Regions from separate parts of the Oryzias latipes genome. Here region 1 is linked to region 2. Evidence: chromatin contacts called from public Hi-C data. All regions are on one chromosome and are shown on one strand. Each heading gives the region's core, a stretch centred on a gene start, on an enhancer-like site or on the middle of the called end of the contact. The rest is flanking DNA. Distances are from core to core; before and after follow the strand shown.

Region 1 (2,809 bases), core at 127-2,626, 170 kb before region 2:
AGGATTTCCCAAGTGTAGTGCTTGTCTACAAAACAGTGATAACTTAGGCTTTTGCTGCAATTATGGTACATGATTGCAGAACATAAAAAAGAATTTAAACATTTTTTATTTGCTTTCAACTGCAGGATCTGCAGAAAATTCCACCTGAAAAATGATAGTTTTCTCTCGATAAGAGCCAGGTTTGTTTTTTAAATCTGAGTTCTGTTCTACTGAGACAGTGGACTTTAACCCCGTCATGCCGGGCTTTATTTGTAAATGTATAAAAATATTCTTCAGTGTTTTTCCCGTTCAAGGTGATGCTAAATTAAGTTGAGTCCTGGATTTGATGGTACATTCCAAATTAGCAACAAATGACATGAAGGGGTTGTGGCCTGATTCAGAAGCTGCTTTGCTCTTTTTTTCAGGAGCTTCTTCATTCAGTTCTGACGGTTGATGAAGAAATCAGGTCCTTTATGCTTTGACTGCTTTGGAGGCGTGGCATAAAGTTGATTTACTAAATACAATGTTAGCAGATTATTATAATCCGGTGATTGTCAGAATAGTCGACTGATGTCCTGTTTCTTAGTTGGGGGTCTTGGTGTGTCTCAAAGGTGGGGGCAGTCATTAGTGTTCATCATCGGTGGGATCCTGGTCTCTGGGGGAAATGGGTGGAACATGGATTGAACATGAGACACAGGAAATGTCTCAGACTCACCTCTGACGAGAGAAGGTTTCTCCATTTGGACATTGATTTTTTTTAAGTTAGACATCTTAGAAATATGATGAAAAACATTTAAGTAAACTTATCTGGTGCTCCTCCAAACTTTTAATTATGTCTTAGTTTTACTTAATCCACCATTTGCTGCAGATAATACAAAACGTCAAAGCTGTTTAATGTCCCACTCGGATAATTTTTTTTTAGTCAAGTGGGTCTTAAATGAACATTTTACTGATGTCTTTGAAATCTGATCAAAGACATAAATTACTGTTTTATTGTTAATTCTAGATTTTTAGAGTATAATGAATACTAAAAAGTGGAAGAAAAACTAATGTAAATAAAAGACTTAAGGATTTCACAGCAGGTCAAACGCTTCAAGACATAAATACATGCTGTTGTCTTTTTTTGTCGGGGGTGGGGGGGCTTTGGAAATCTAAATAGGGTGTGTTTGAAGTGAATAGAGATTCAGAGGGTGTGTGCTGGGCGCTGTCTTTTCAGCGCCCTCCTGGTTGGACAGGGTGTGACTTTCAGGAGCTCTCCTTGGTGCTGATCCCTTGTGGACCTCAGGGATGCTCCCCGCAGACAGGAACACCTGAACACCTGCAGCTTGAGGACCTGCGCTGTGTGTGTGGTTGGGGGGGGCAGGGGGGCGGGGGAGGCAGTCATTCCCACACACTCAGATCAACTGACGTTCTTATTGGATCATTACTGTGACAAAGCCAGCCGGATATTTTAGTCCTGTGGGGGCTTTTCTCAGTCAGAGTTAGCAGATCAAACAGCCGTCTGCCTCTCTGCTGTGGGGGGGTTTCTCGCAGGTTGGTTTCTTTTGTCACAGTGGGCGCACCTTCAAAAAAAAAAAAAAAAAAAAAGGCGGTGGCTGACCAGACGCGCTGAGCCGACAAGAAGAAGCAGAAGCTGAGACTCCCTCCAACTGACAGACAGCATGTCCACCGCTGGAGCCTTCTTCCAGAGCGTCAGCTCCGACAGCCCCCCCAGGCCCCGGCAGAAATTCTGCGGCGTGTTCTGCCCGGTGGAGGGCTCTGCAGACGGTAAGACGCTGGACCTGGACGCGCTGTCGGCGTGCCGGGGCGGCGGGAGAGTCATCGACCGGCAGACGGATATCTCTCAGCGCAGGAAGGTGGAGATCCGGGAGAGCACGGGGAAGGAAGCCCTCCAGAACCTGGATGACAAACGGGTAATTTTTTTGTTTGACTCTTTCAATTATTTACCCCTCTCTCATTGGTTCTGAGCATCCATCATTTAAATTGATGTCAGTTGGATCCACTTTCTTGAGTTAGAGAAGCGCCTCAGTAACCCATTCAACGCAAATGCCTACATTTCCCAGAAAGCACTGGGATTTAACAGAAAGGGCCTGTCATGCAAAGCTCACAATGCTGCTTTATGGTGTTCTGCTGACCATTGTCAGCTGTTCTGAAGAAGCAAACACCTGCATGAACCCAATAGTTTCCTCAACAAAGGATGAACTTAACACCTTGACTCCTCACGGAATTTATTTCCACTTATGAAAAAAAAGTCACTTCTGTCCTTGCTTTCATATTAATGCTAAATTAAGGTAAATTTGGAGCAGAAGTGGTTTGATGTATATTTGCGTTGATAGGCATCAAGGGGCTATGGCCAAAACCAGTCAGAAGCAATTTTAGAGAAAAAAAGTTGCTTCATTTCTTCAGATTCTCTCCGATTGTTTGCCTCTTGCAGCAGGTTTCAGGGCGTGGATGGAGCTGCTGCTGCAGGACTCTGCATGCATGACTTGCAGGAAACCATATCCATTTTTCTTTTGCCCCCTTACACCCCTGTAATCATATTTTGGTGGTTGCATGGCACTAGCCGCACCCATGGTTACTTCCTTCACCAAATAGTTAAGCACTTCGAGTATTGTTAAAACCTTTGGTGTCATATTAACTATTGATCAGTCGTCTCTTTACTCTTCCATCTTGTCTTGTCAGTTTCATTGGCCCATCTGTTCTCTATGTGGAATTAAATGATAATATCTTCCTCATAAAATGCATCGATTGTATGAGATGGTTTTAGCTAGTTTGATTTGCATGGTACATCACTGATTATGTTACAGCACTGTGGGAACAACGGATGCCA
Region 2 (3,091 bases), core at 280-2,779:
GTGGGTTAAGAACATGGATGGATGGATGTAAAAGAACATACAGAAGGGGGAAGGTAGTTCCATTTTTTTGGGAGCGCAAATTCAAAAAGCATTTTTTCCTGAATTTCTATCAAATAAAATCTTGGGCCGTTAAAGTAATGAAGTAATTCTGATTATCAAGTATAGGGAGCAGAAGTTGAGAAATTATTTTTCTAACATGGAAATTAAATGAACTTATTGATTTATACATACATTGTTTTAAGATGGTAGATATGTTTTTTTTTTGTGTGTGATAGCTTGTATATGTGTTTTAGAAGAAAAATCTGATTCAAGTCAGACACTAAGGTCTTTAAACATCTCTGTTCTGACACCAGACTGCATCAGACACTACGATGGCGATCACACCAAGAATACAGAAGTAAACTAACATTACAATATGGTAGCAGACGGAGCTGATGCTGTTAGTTAAAAACGGAGGTGGGTTGATCAAAAGTCAATTTTTAAAATGTGTGTATTCTTGAGAAAAGACGTGTGTGTATTTTTTGGTAAAGCTCTCAATGCCTCTTGATTTAGTCAACAGCAGTGAAACAAAAAGGACAGTTAATTTTTATTCATGTAAGATCACTTCAGTTCAAAAATATTAACTTAGATGAAAAAAATTTAATTAACAAGTCACAGACTAACAACAGTGGTTGTGGTGAACGTTGTGAAACAGGAAGAAAAACTGTCGATCTGTGTTGTGTCCTCAGCATCCCGACCGTACCATTCCCCTCATCATCATTGGCGTTCTCGTCTTTCTTCCTGGGTTTTACCATCTGAGGATCGCCTGCTACGCCGCGAAGGGTTGCAGAGGATACTCCTACGACGACATCCCAGACTTTGGAGACTGAGCTGAGCCTCCAGCTGTAACCAGGATCATGACCCACCCCTCCTTCAAACTTTAGCTGCTTCACTTTACGATTAGAAGTAGCAAAACTCACATCAACACTCAGCCATGGAAACTTGTTAGCCTTCATATTAATGCTTTAATTTACTACATGACTGATTATCTGTATGCTGCTTGCACAGCAGTTTTAATTACTATGAAAATCAATCACAACAATGTTGTATCCGGATATGTATGAGAGCTTGGACTGTATTACTTTAAAACAGATTAAGTGACTGATGAATATTTTTGATTGAATTATTCTTTGTTTGTAGCCTAAACTGTCATTTTTGAATGTAAGACAGTATTTTAACTTGATTTGGTAAAAAATAAAGGACAATAAGTGAAAAAAGAAGCTTTTTGACATTAAAGGTTTTGCTTTTATTGATTGAAAAACAGTGAAACATAAAATGTATTTAAAGCAGAGTTGTAGGCCTTACAGGGAGGTTCTCCCGGGTTTGACGGGGAAAGACGCCCTCTAGTGGTTTCCTTCCAGTGGAGGAGGAATGGGCGGCATCCCAAACTGACGCAGCCTTTGGATCAGCTCGGGCCCTAACGTTATTCAGCGAGAGGGCTGGGATGCAGGAGTCAGCTTTGGTTTGTCCTGAGGCCTTTGAACGCAGCAGGGAGGAGGGGTGGATAGCAGCCAGGGGGAGGCTGCTTCAAGCCTGAGAGCAGCACCGCAGCGTCTCCTCCTTCCTCACCTGTACGTGAACACCTGTTGCCGGTGTTTGTTTTTTTTTAAAGGACAATAAGGGGGTCGTGTTTCAACCGGACTAAAGAAGGTTTGGGGAAACCCAGACTAGCAAGGCCGGCATGAAGTAAATATGCTGAGGACTTCAGAAGGAAACTGTCAGTAACCGAATTGCAGGTAAGACCAAGTTTTGGACTTTGAGCGGCTTTTACGGGGACGGAGTATCTCGTTGAGTCGTTAATGGCGTTTCCACCGGGGACTTTCATGTGAAACTCTTAAATTGGCTGAAAGTCACTGAAGTCAATTCAAATCTCCCAATGCAAAGTAGCTGTGCTTTAATTAAGGCCTCCGTGCCTTTTCCTCTCTGCTTTCAGTGGGTGCCATCCTTTATAACGTGTTAATTCGCTCTCTGGACCTTAACAGCCGCGCGCTCATGTGTAGTGATGTATGTGTGTGCGCGCGCGCTCGGTAATGGGAAGCCGTGGCTTCAAAAAAGCTCCTTGGAGAAAATGCTGCAGTTGTCTTTTTTTTATTTTAATCCCGTTAATTCATTTTAAAACTTTTCACATAAAGAGAAGCTGAGTGTGCGCTGATAAGACTTGATTCTTATCCCGCTCAGCGCATTTAAGGTGTTTCTGCTTTTATGTTACATTGTAGGTATTTTTTTCAAAACAGCTATGAAGAGGCCCGAGCCAAAATATAAGACATTTCCTAGTTTAGCACTTTGCTATTGAGGTTTCTTCTTGGTTATTGAGATTGGAGAATTAAAAAGAAAAAAGCTTCCAGTTTACCTTTCCTTTTGAAAGTTCAACTTAGTTTGTACTCTAGATTTCATGTAGGAACCAATTCAATAATGATATCGATTTTTATAGGTATGACTAATGACTGCATATGAGGACTGGAGTGTGACTCATCCCCTTGTTCCAAACGGGAAGTAACTGCTTATTCCAAGAAGACAAAATCTGAAAGACTTCCACAGAGAAATAAACAGCTATTACTCAGTCATTAATTGTCTGAATAATCATTCTAGCTCTGCTGCCTGCTTTGAACATGTTTGTGCTAATCCAAAATATTTTGATAATTCTTTGTTTATTACAATTTATAAAGGTTAAAAACTGGCCATTCAGACGCTTTGATATTTGTTTTGATATTTTCCATAGAAACATTGATTCAGACCAACTCGAAACACTCGCTATCCTTCCTGTTGACATCTGACTCCAACTTGGCCTTGTTATGAAAAAATGGCGACTGAAATGACTTCATTTTCTTGGAACAGGAAGTCCTTTTCTACATTCTCTACATTTCTCCCTTGGTCCAGTTGTTACAGATGGTCAATGGGTGCGACGGATAAATACAAAGGCGGAACAAAACACAAACGGTCCTTTAAAACTGGTATTTTCTAAATAATAAATAATAAACATGAATCCACCATTTGGGCAGCTTTATTATTGGCATCCTTTTAACATTGGTTAGCTGGTTGCTGAATATTCTGC

Evidence for each region. Hi-C and Micro-C count contacts between places; a contact is called where the count stands out from the background.
Region 1: a Hi-C map of embryo shows a contact between it and region 2, with 2.6 times the contacts expected there. The contact joins the promoter of LOC101155946 here to the promoter of igsf9 in region 2. A contact is called at or near these places in 2 of 5 Hi-C or Micro-C datasets (both in embryo).

What each region holds. Positions count from the first base shown.
Region 1 is chr12:24,044,384-24,047,192 of ASM223467v1, reverse strand. LOC101155946 (dihydropyrimidinase-related protein 2) reads left to right here and starts at 1,376. Exons shown (of 14, transcript XM_020707829.2): 1 at 1,376-1,892. The coding sequence starts at 1,641.
Region 2 is chr12:23,875,835-23,878,925 of ASM223467v1, reverse strand. It overlaps igsf9 (protein turtle homolog A), which reads left to right and starts at 1,529. Exons shown (of 21, transcript XM_020707826.2): 1 at 1,529-1,775. It overlaps LOC101166728 (transmembrane protein 230), which reads left to right. Exons shown (of 4, transcript XM_004075019.3): 4 at 729-1,259. The coding sequence ends at 869.